3 separate regions of the Hordeum vulgare genome follow, and all the other regions are linked to region 2. Evidence: chromatin contacts called from public Hi-C data. All regions are on one chromosome and are shown on one strand. The core of a region is the stretch at or near the end of the contact, and the rest is flanking DNA. Distances in the headings are between cores, read along the strand shown.

Region 1 (2,700 bases), core at 188-2,687, 200 kb before region 2:
TTTATACAAAGTACTATGTAAATATAATAAGTTGCTTTGCCGGTAGATTGAACTAGTAACAAAAACCCAGTATCGGGCAAATGAATAAGGTAATTATTTTCGCAGCTTGTATCAAGCAATAATGATTTTACCAATATAAATTCACGCTACTCATCGACTTACATTTATAGTTGGTGTAACCAACATTTCTGTTCGAGTAGCTAGTTCTGAGCTAGAGCTTGTAAAGGGAGCAAGTACACTAAAATGTTGTAGACGGGCTGTAACTCTTTAAATATTATACTTTTGCTTAGTTAAAAGAAAAAAAGAACTCAGTCTACTAGTTAAAGCCGGTTGCAACATGTGCTTCTAGATACTTTATAAAAGTGTGAGGTGGACTATGTACTAACAAAGTAATACTACATACTTATACCCAACTATTCTACTTACCGGTTATAAGATTGGCTGTAAATGATGTGACAACACACCATATAGCCATTAGCTGGCTATATTATTAACAATGTTTTATACTTCTTTGCTTCCCATTTTGCATGTGGTGACCACGGTGATACTATGTGAGCTTTGAAAAATTCCTTATTCACCAATCGGTAGCAGGTATATATAGAAAAGAACCGCGGTTGAGATGCCCAGGTGCATATATCCTTTTATTCTTACTTCAGGTGTATATATCTAATTATAAAATAACATGTTGTAACAACTATCCTACTAACAACAAGTAACGAACTTTTTTTGCGGGTAAGTAACAATCTAATCATCTTAAAGCATCTACATCCGGACCCTTCAAATCAGCCTCAAACGTCCGATCCGGACAGCCTGCCCGGTCACAAAAAATTGATCCAGCCGGACCCTTCATGCCCATCTCAAACGCTCGGACTGAGCGATATCCCTCATATCCATCTTAAACATGAGGACGATACGAGGGCTTACGGACGCATCCGGGCACGCCCGGTCAGTCCGCCACGTAGGACGCGATCCCACGCGGACCACCTTTCCTTTTTTCTTTATTCATTCTTTTCTCTATCTCTTTTCTTCTCCACCAATCATATGCAAGTCTCTTTTTCTCCATCAATCATGTGCAAGTAACCGGACATATGAGAAAAAAATATGAAAGGTGCGGCTGCGCAGACGAAAAAGTAAGGGTTCAAAACGAACACGTCCGTCATCGCGTCCGCGGGTGTTTGAGGGGCCGGATTTGTAAGTTGGGGTAGTAGATGCTCTGATAAAAGTGTTTGATTGAATAGTTAGGCCTATATGTATCAACATCTACATCCTTTATTTGCTTTGATCAATGTACAGTTCACCCTGCCAACACCATGCATGGTCCAGTTGCCCTCAGGGCCGAGATAAAACCCTCTTTCCAGCGGTGTCCCTGTCCCCCCCACAGGCCACAGTGGGTGTGTGTACCCGTCCATAAGCAAGCCATGAACAGTGAGGAGGCATGGAAGCTCTTCTCATTCTGCCGTTCAGATCTAACACTGGAGCCCCCGATCGAGCACACACACTGCGTACAGTGGCCTACTGTACACGTAGTTGTCAAGGTCACCGCCTTTTACACTTTACAGGTTAACTAACGCATGCATGGAGTACTCCTGCAAAAATCAACAATTCTCCTGCAGAATTGCTCGTACGCGTGAGAGGGGTAGGAATGTGACACGCTCGCATCCATGATTGAGCACGCCGTACACACGGCGTTGCCGTTGCTCTCACTCCTCGTCCGTTTGAAAGCGCCGTGTGTGATAAAGCGACGCATGCGCCCTGATTGGCTTTCATTTTCGTGCAGCAGCTTTCTTTGACGAAGCGAGCTCGTGGAGCCTATACACACCATGATACGTATATGCCAGGCACATTGTGTGTGTACATGCATATTATACTACGTACGGTATGCATGTGGAGATTTAAGCACGTTTTTTTGGATTCGTTCTCGCTTCTCAGGGGGCTTGCATGTGGAGGTGGCGGCGGAGGAGGCCATAACGTGATGCAGACCTGCCGAAAGTTGGTGTATTATCATCGGGAACTTCTAAAAATGCCCTGAAAAATCCTGTGTACCACGCATGTTGTACTCCCGTCTTGTGTGGTACTTCAAGCGATTAATTAATGTTGCACGGAGCACAAAGTCTAAAATAAGGGTCTCCCTATTTTTCTCCCAGAAAATTACATGAGCATGTATAGGTTTGGTCACCTGAAGAAATTGCAAACTATTAGTAGATACAAAGGAGTTCACTACGTGAAGTCTTTAACTTTACTGACAGTTTGGTAGAATAGTTGGATGTTTACGGACGCACAACTGTCGTTCCAGACCCTGACAAGCTTGCAACTCTGCGGTGCATGGTGAAGCGCACATGCAGGCCGTGATGGGAGACGAAATGGCAACGCAAAGCGCAGCAGTGTAGCTCGCCACAGTAGTCTTTACTCTTTAGCATTGCCGATGGATTTTGGCTATGTAGAGCGAGGTCCACACTACCACGCACTGCACACCACATAAGTAGAAGTGCCCACATCACGTTCGGGGCCCCAGGGCGGCTGCCCCGCTCGCCTTGGCCTGCATGCATGCATAGGCTGGTCCGTGCATGCGAGGTACCGATGACACCGGACGATCGATTGAGCATGGTAGGAAGTTTGGTCATCTCCAAGGTAAACCTTTTTTGTTCTCTCTATTCATGGACACGTCTTTTTAGCCATTAAAATCAATGATGACGTTGGCCT
Region 2 (2,700 bases), core at 139-2,638:
AACGCCCATATGCTAGGCGTTACATAGTGTAGTGTGACGCCCGACTGTCGGACGCCACACAAAAGGGTCAGTTGAGTGAATTTATTTTGAAGATAGTCCAGTTTGTGAATTTGTTTTGTTTAGAGGTCAATTTTGTCGATTTTGCTCTGATTTCCCAGTAGTGTGTCGCTAATGACCCAGATCCGCCCATGTCTCTAGGCCACCAGCGGCATAGGTAGAAACATGCAAATGGTTAAATATGGTAGGAGAGTGAAGAGGGAGGCAGCTAAACATGGCACAGAGATGCCGATATATAGGGTGTGTGCGTTGTTTAGAACTGTTTGCATGTGGTAGTAACAAAGGCTTGAAGCAATTGGAGAGGAAGCTAGATGCAGGTGGATATTAATGAAAGGAGAGGCAGCCTTAGCTCTTTTCAGGTCAGTGTCATGGGACGAGAAGATGCATGGAGCCCACCTCCATAGAGAGAGAAGAAGAGAAGAGGGGTCAGAGAGGGTCAGGAGAGGGTTGTATAGGTAGCCTGCCTGATTGCCTGAATAATCTTCCTCTCTATTCCATTCCACTGCAGGACCAGAAGGAGTTGGGTATGCATCTGCCTCCCATGGTGTCTCATCCTATATGCAAATGTCAATGCATGTGTCATTGTGCATGCCTAGGCACGTGCATGTAGTAAAAGCTTTCTTCAGCTTAATAGCTATTCTGTAGCTATAGCCTTTGCTCTTGTACAGCACTGACCTTATACATATATTTCAGGTTAGCAATACTAATATAGACAAAAAAAAATAGTAAATAATCATGCATGGCATGTGCAAGATTGATAGCAATGCTTCACGGGTACATCATGTACCGGCCATCTATTTGACATGTATAATTGTACGATTGCCTTTGAAAAGATTGTTGCAACCATCACATCACTTGCGCGTCAGCTAGGGACGCATCACGGAAACCGCAGACACATAATTTTGGCACTCTTCCTGCACATACCTGATCGATCGGTTGTGTCTAGCTTTCGGTCCCATGCAAAATTCAGAGGCCCATACCCCTGCCTAGCCACCTACCTACATATTTTGTGCACACCCCCCCCACCCCACCCCCTACTGGTAGCGATCGATGGAAAACTTCTAAGAAGAACAAGAAGCTAAGGTTAATGATCAGGCAAGCATCATCAATCCAGACAATGGCATGGCATCTGATACCCTCGAGTACTAGCAGGGGTAGCTACACAGAGCCGGCCAGCACCTTTCTCTGTTTAGTCGTCTTTACATATGTACTAGTGCATGCATCTCCATCTATATATCTACAATCTCTCGCCGTCAATCGATCCCTCTCCTGATCTTTCCTCCCCTCAGGCGCGTCGACGACACATACGTACGGGTCCCCGTGGCGCGTGCTGTCGACGTCGTGTGATACGATACGGTGCCTCGCCGTGCCGTGGCGGTTGTGGTGGTGGGGGGAGAGCTATGGATATGTTGTAATGGAGGTGAGAGGAGGAGGAGGAGGGGACCGTGTCCCTTTGAGATGGAGTGCGATCGGTGAAAGGCCGGCCGGGCCGGAGCCAGTGAAGAAGCGGGGGGTGGTATGGTACAGTGCACATGCGTTATGGCGCCACGCTTGGACAAGATATTGATTACAATTGCTCCTGCCATGCTTAAAGCTTTTCTCTCTCCCTCTCTCTCACTCATGTATAATATATATTTCTGCTGTTTTCTAGGGCATATGCATATGCATATGCTTGGACCACCAATTATGTGCCTTGAGGGTATGGCCGTTTTCTACATCACCAAGGCCCCTTTGGTGTTGGGTCCTATAGCTAGCTACATTGTTACGTGCTAAGTAGCTGCTAATAAGTACTACTAATGTACCATCATGCATGCGTATGGACATGGTTAGTTAATATATTCTCTCCGTCTCATACTATAGTAGTGTGTTACGTTTTTCGAGACTTAAATTTAACCATAAATTTAATCAATGTGCACGATTGCAGCGGGAATAAAAATTGTACCATTGAATTCGTATTTAAAAAAGTTTTTAATGGTATAATTTTTGCTCCCTCCACACTCGTCCACATTGATTAAATTTATGATCAAACTTAAATCTCGAGAAGAACGAGCGCACTATATTATGAAATGGAGGGAGTAGATACTACTCCATGCATGATTATGAGAGAGGTAGATTCATGGCCTTAGAGCATCTCCAGCCGTCCCCCCAGGAGCATTTTTTCGACGCCGGCGAATGAAAAAAGTCCCACTCGCACCTCCAACGCCTCACTTTTCGTCGGATTTGGCCAAAAATAGCGTCGGCGGACCAAGGCAGAACCCCCCCCCCCCCGGGGGGGGGGGGCGTCTGTGGGCGCCGACGCTACTTTCTGCATGCAAATGGCCCACCATCAGTCGCCCATCCCCCCCCTCTCTCTCTCTCTCTTTTCTCTCTCCTCCGCACATGTCACAGGAACCACATAGAGGGCACGTGGCCGGCATAGAGTGCCCCGTCTGGTTGCTGGGAGCACAACAACTGGAAAAAAATTCACCCCAGAGTAAAAATTACGCCGGGGCAACCCCAACCGGCGTAAGAAAGGCCTCCTAGGGGGCTCAACGGCTGGATATGCTCTTAAGTTGTTATGAAGAAGCTAAGCTAGGTTTGCATATAAGTAGCTCTAGATCCTATATATACCTCGAGATTCTAAGGTTTGCATATAAGCTATGA
Region 3 (2,700 bases), core at 156-2,655, 220 kb before region 2:
TAAGAAAATAAAATGAGAAAGGAAAAAGAGAAAAAAGAAAAGAAAATGAGAGTGAAAAAACCAAAACCAAAACAGTAAACCATAAATAATACATAAATAAAAACCACATAAAAGAATGAAAAATCGGACGAAAATTTGCCAAAAGCGGTCATAAGGTTCTTTCTGAAAACCGCATAGCGCCCCCACTAATGGGGTGGGCGAGCACTATTTTGCTGGCGACAAGCGATATATACTACAGTAGTATATTGGTTTACATACAGGCCTACTTCACTGACGGAAAGGGTGCATCAGTGTCGTGTTCCTTGCACCGTGGTTGTGCCTGCAGAATATCGGCCGTTTCGCTTCCACACCATACTTATGCTGGCATCCTGGTGGAGCACGGCCAGGCCCAGACGATCATAACGCAGCTAGACACGACGGACTCAGGCAATGCATTGCACAGCCAAAACTCTTCTTCTTCCTCGAGTTCCTACGTAAATTAATCCACATCCACTCGATCGGGCATGTAGCACGCAGGCTGTGCCGCCGGCTGAGCATGGCATGTACTCTACATATGGGGAAAAGGCTGCGCGCACCACCACTGGTCCATGTAGCTAGCTATAGCTCTACAGCATCGATCCATCGGCATGGTGCAGCGTGTGGTAGCAGGAGCATGCAGCGGCAGCACAGTAACCGCCCAGCCATAATGTTCCATGATGCTACGACTGTGCAGCCGGTGGAGTGCAGGGCCACATATATAATTCGTCATAACATTTTCCCGATCGACGGCGTGCATTGCAACCGGTGGTGTGTCACCTCCATCATCAGCGCGCGCGCGGTGCCGCTTTTGGTAGCTAGCTAGCTACTACTCCAGATAGCAGCTACCCAGGCCCGGCCAGGGATGCCCTGCTGCTGCTTACTCTTTGGCAATTGGGTTCAGCTACGCAACCTGGAAAGCATGGCCGGCCGACTGTACAAGAGAGCAACGAAAACAAGGCTAAGCTGGACATGGACGTACGTATAATGTGCTGTCTAGTCTCTTTCATCAGATCGATCTTTTGATTGCATTGGCTAGAGCATGCACTTCTACACGGTAAGCATGTGGAGTCAAGAAGCATCTCAAGTGTGTACAGTGCAGGGTTGCTATCCGGACCAGAAGAAAAGCATGGCGTGCGTGCATGCTTTGGACACGTATACAGAATATAAAAGTGGCTGTCCAAGTCGCCGGATCGGGCAAGTCGACCTCCTCTTGCCGCGGGCAATATGCTGCCTTCTACGGCAAGCAGCAGGAGCTCAGTTTTCCTCCTCTTCCTGCCTCTTGGCTGGCTGGCTGGCTGTGTGGACTGGAGACTGGACAATGGTATACACATGTTGCTGCGATGTCGATATGACACGGCCGGCCGGAGACATCTATCTGCCATCTGCCTGATGGACGCCGATCGAGCGAACGAGCGACAGGAAGAAGATGCACTGAACCCCTCCGGAGCCTGTGGGGGTTGGGGCGCGGCCTGAACGAAAACCGATCCCGGTCGAAAGCGCCGTGTGTGGAGGCCGCCCTTTGGCTAGTTTCTCGTGGCGTCCCCATCGATGGCAACGCATCTTTTTGACCGGCCGCGGCCGCCTAACTCCACTAGCCACGGCATGCTGGATTTGTATCGGCCCATCGAATCATCTGAACCGACGACGACGACGATCGATCTGCATTTCGGACACTCCGAGATCCGCATCTGCACGCGGACGTACGCTAGCAGACGAAGCGAGATGTGCTACTGCAACTACTGAGGTTCTGGAGTTCCCTGCTGCTGGCCGGCCGCCGTTTCCACTGGATTTGCTGAACGGTGGATGCGATAGCTCAGGGGCATGCAGCAGCAACAGGAGCCGGTCTTTAGCTGGATCATTCCTTCCAAAGATATCTTGGAGAAAAGGTGCCCAAAGCTGTCGTGAAATTGTTCCAGGGATGTCGTGAAATCGTTCTGGTTGTTTGATCGTTCCTGTCTTTTCGATGTGGCGTCGCTCGCTGGGAGTAAAGACTCGGCCGTTGGGACCGATGGAAGGCTATATATCAGGGATCGATCGATTAGGCCGGATCGCATCGAGTAATTGCACGGCACACCTAGCTAGAGCTATCTATCTATCCATGGACACTACTCCTAGAACCAGACTAGGATAGATGGCCGTCCCATCCAGGTGACGCGTCTGCGCCTTTTGCTGTGCTCTGCAGGCCTGACCGGCCGACCTTGTTTGTGTGTCTGGCCGTGCATGCATGCGCGCTCTAGCCTATGTATGTACGTATGCGACCACACTGCAGCTAGCTAGCAACCACCGAGACATGCGTATGCATGTATGCATGCTCAGCCAGGAAAGGCATCAGCTGGGCTAGCTTAGCCACTGCCTACATATGTAAAGTTCATAGACTAGGCTAGGTAGTTGCGTCGTGCGCAGGTTTCGGTTGAGCTGGCCAATACTAGGTTCATTTTAGGGGTGTGGCCACCTTGTTAATAAAACGACCGGTTCATGTTTTTGAGGGTACATTTTTTGAATTTGGGTTTCTCAAACAAAATCAAGTCACCAGAAATGATGGTGGTGTGTACCTGTCGTGATTAACCTGCTTGTTTTGGAGGATTTCATTAGAACGACTCCGACGCGCCGACCCAAACGAACCGCACACAGCCATGGGTTCCGTCCTGGCTACGCGTCTGCACCCGACGCATTTCAGGCGTA

The links. A called contact is a pair of places that touch in the nucleus more often than the background predicts.
Region 1: a contact with region 2 is called in a Hi-C map of leaf, with 6 times the contacts expected there. The contact joins two enhancer-like sites. A contact is called at or near these places in 2 of 6 Hi-C or Micro-C datasets (both in leaf).
Region 3: a Hi-C map of leaf shows a contact between it and region 2, with 2.5 times the contacts expected there. The contact joins two enhancer-like sites. A contact is called at or near these places in 2 of 6 Hi-C or Micro-C datasets (leaf and seedling).

The regions. Positions count from the first base shown.
Region 1 is chr4H:595,291,919-595,294,618 of MorexV3_pseudomolecules_assembly, forward strand. No RefSeq gene overlaps it. Among protein-coding and RNA genes, the nearest start is that of LOC123449887, 63 kb to the left of the region's middle. Within about 2 kb of position 1,438, at least 3 of the 3 cell types and tissues checked have open chromatin away from gene starts, as enhancers often do. A contact at or near this core is called in leaf, where this site is marked.
Region 2 is chr4H:595,488,508-595,491,207 of MorexV3_pseudomolecules_assembly, forward strand. No RefSeq gene overlaps it. Among protein-coding and RNA genes, the nearest start is that of LOC123449889, 43 kb to the right of the region's middle. Within about 2 kb of position 1,389, at least 3 of the 3 cell types and tissues checked have open chromatin away from gene starts, as enhancers often do. A contact at or near this core is called in leaf, where this site is marked.
Region 3 is chr4H:595,272,791-595,275,490 of MorexV3_pseudomolecules_assembly, forward strand. No RefSeq gene overlaps it. Among protein-coding and RNA genes, the nearest start is that of LOC123449887, 44 kb to the left of the region's middle. Within about 2 kb of position 1,406, at least 2 of the 3 cell types and tissues checked have open chromatin away from gene starts, as enhancers often do. A contact at or near this core is called in leaf, where this site is marked.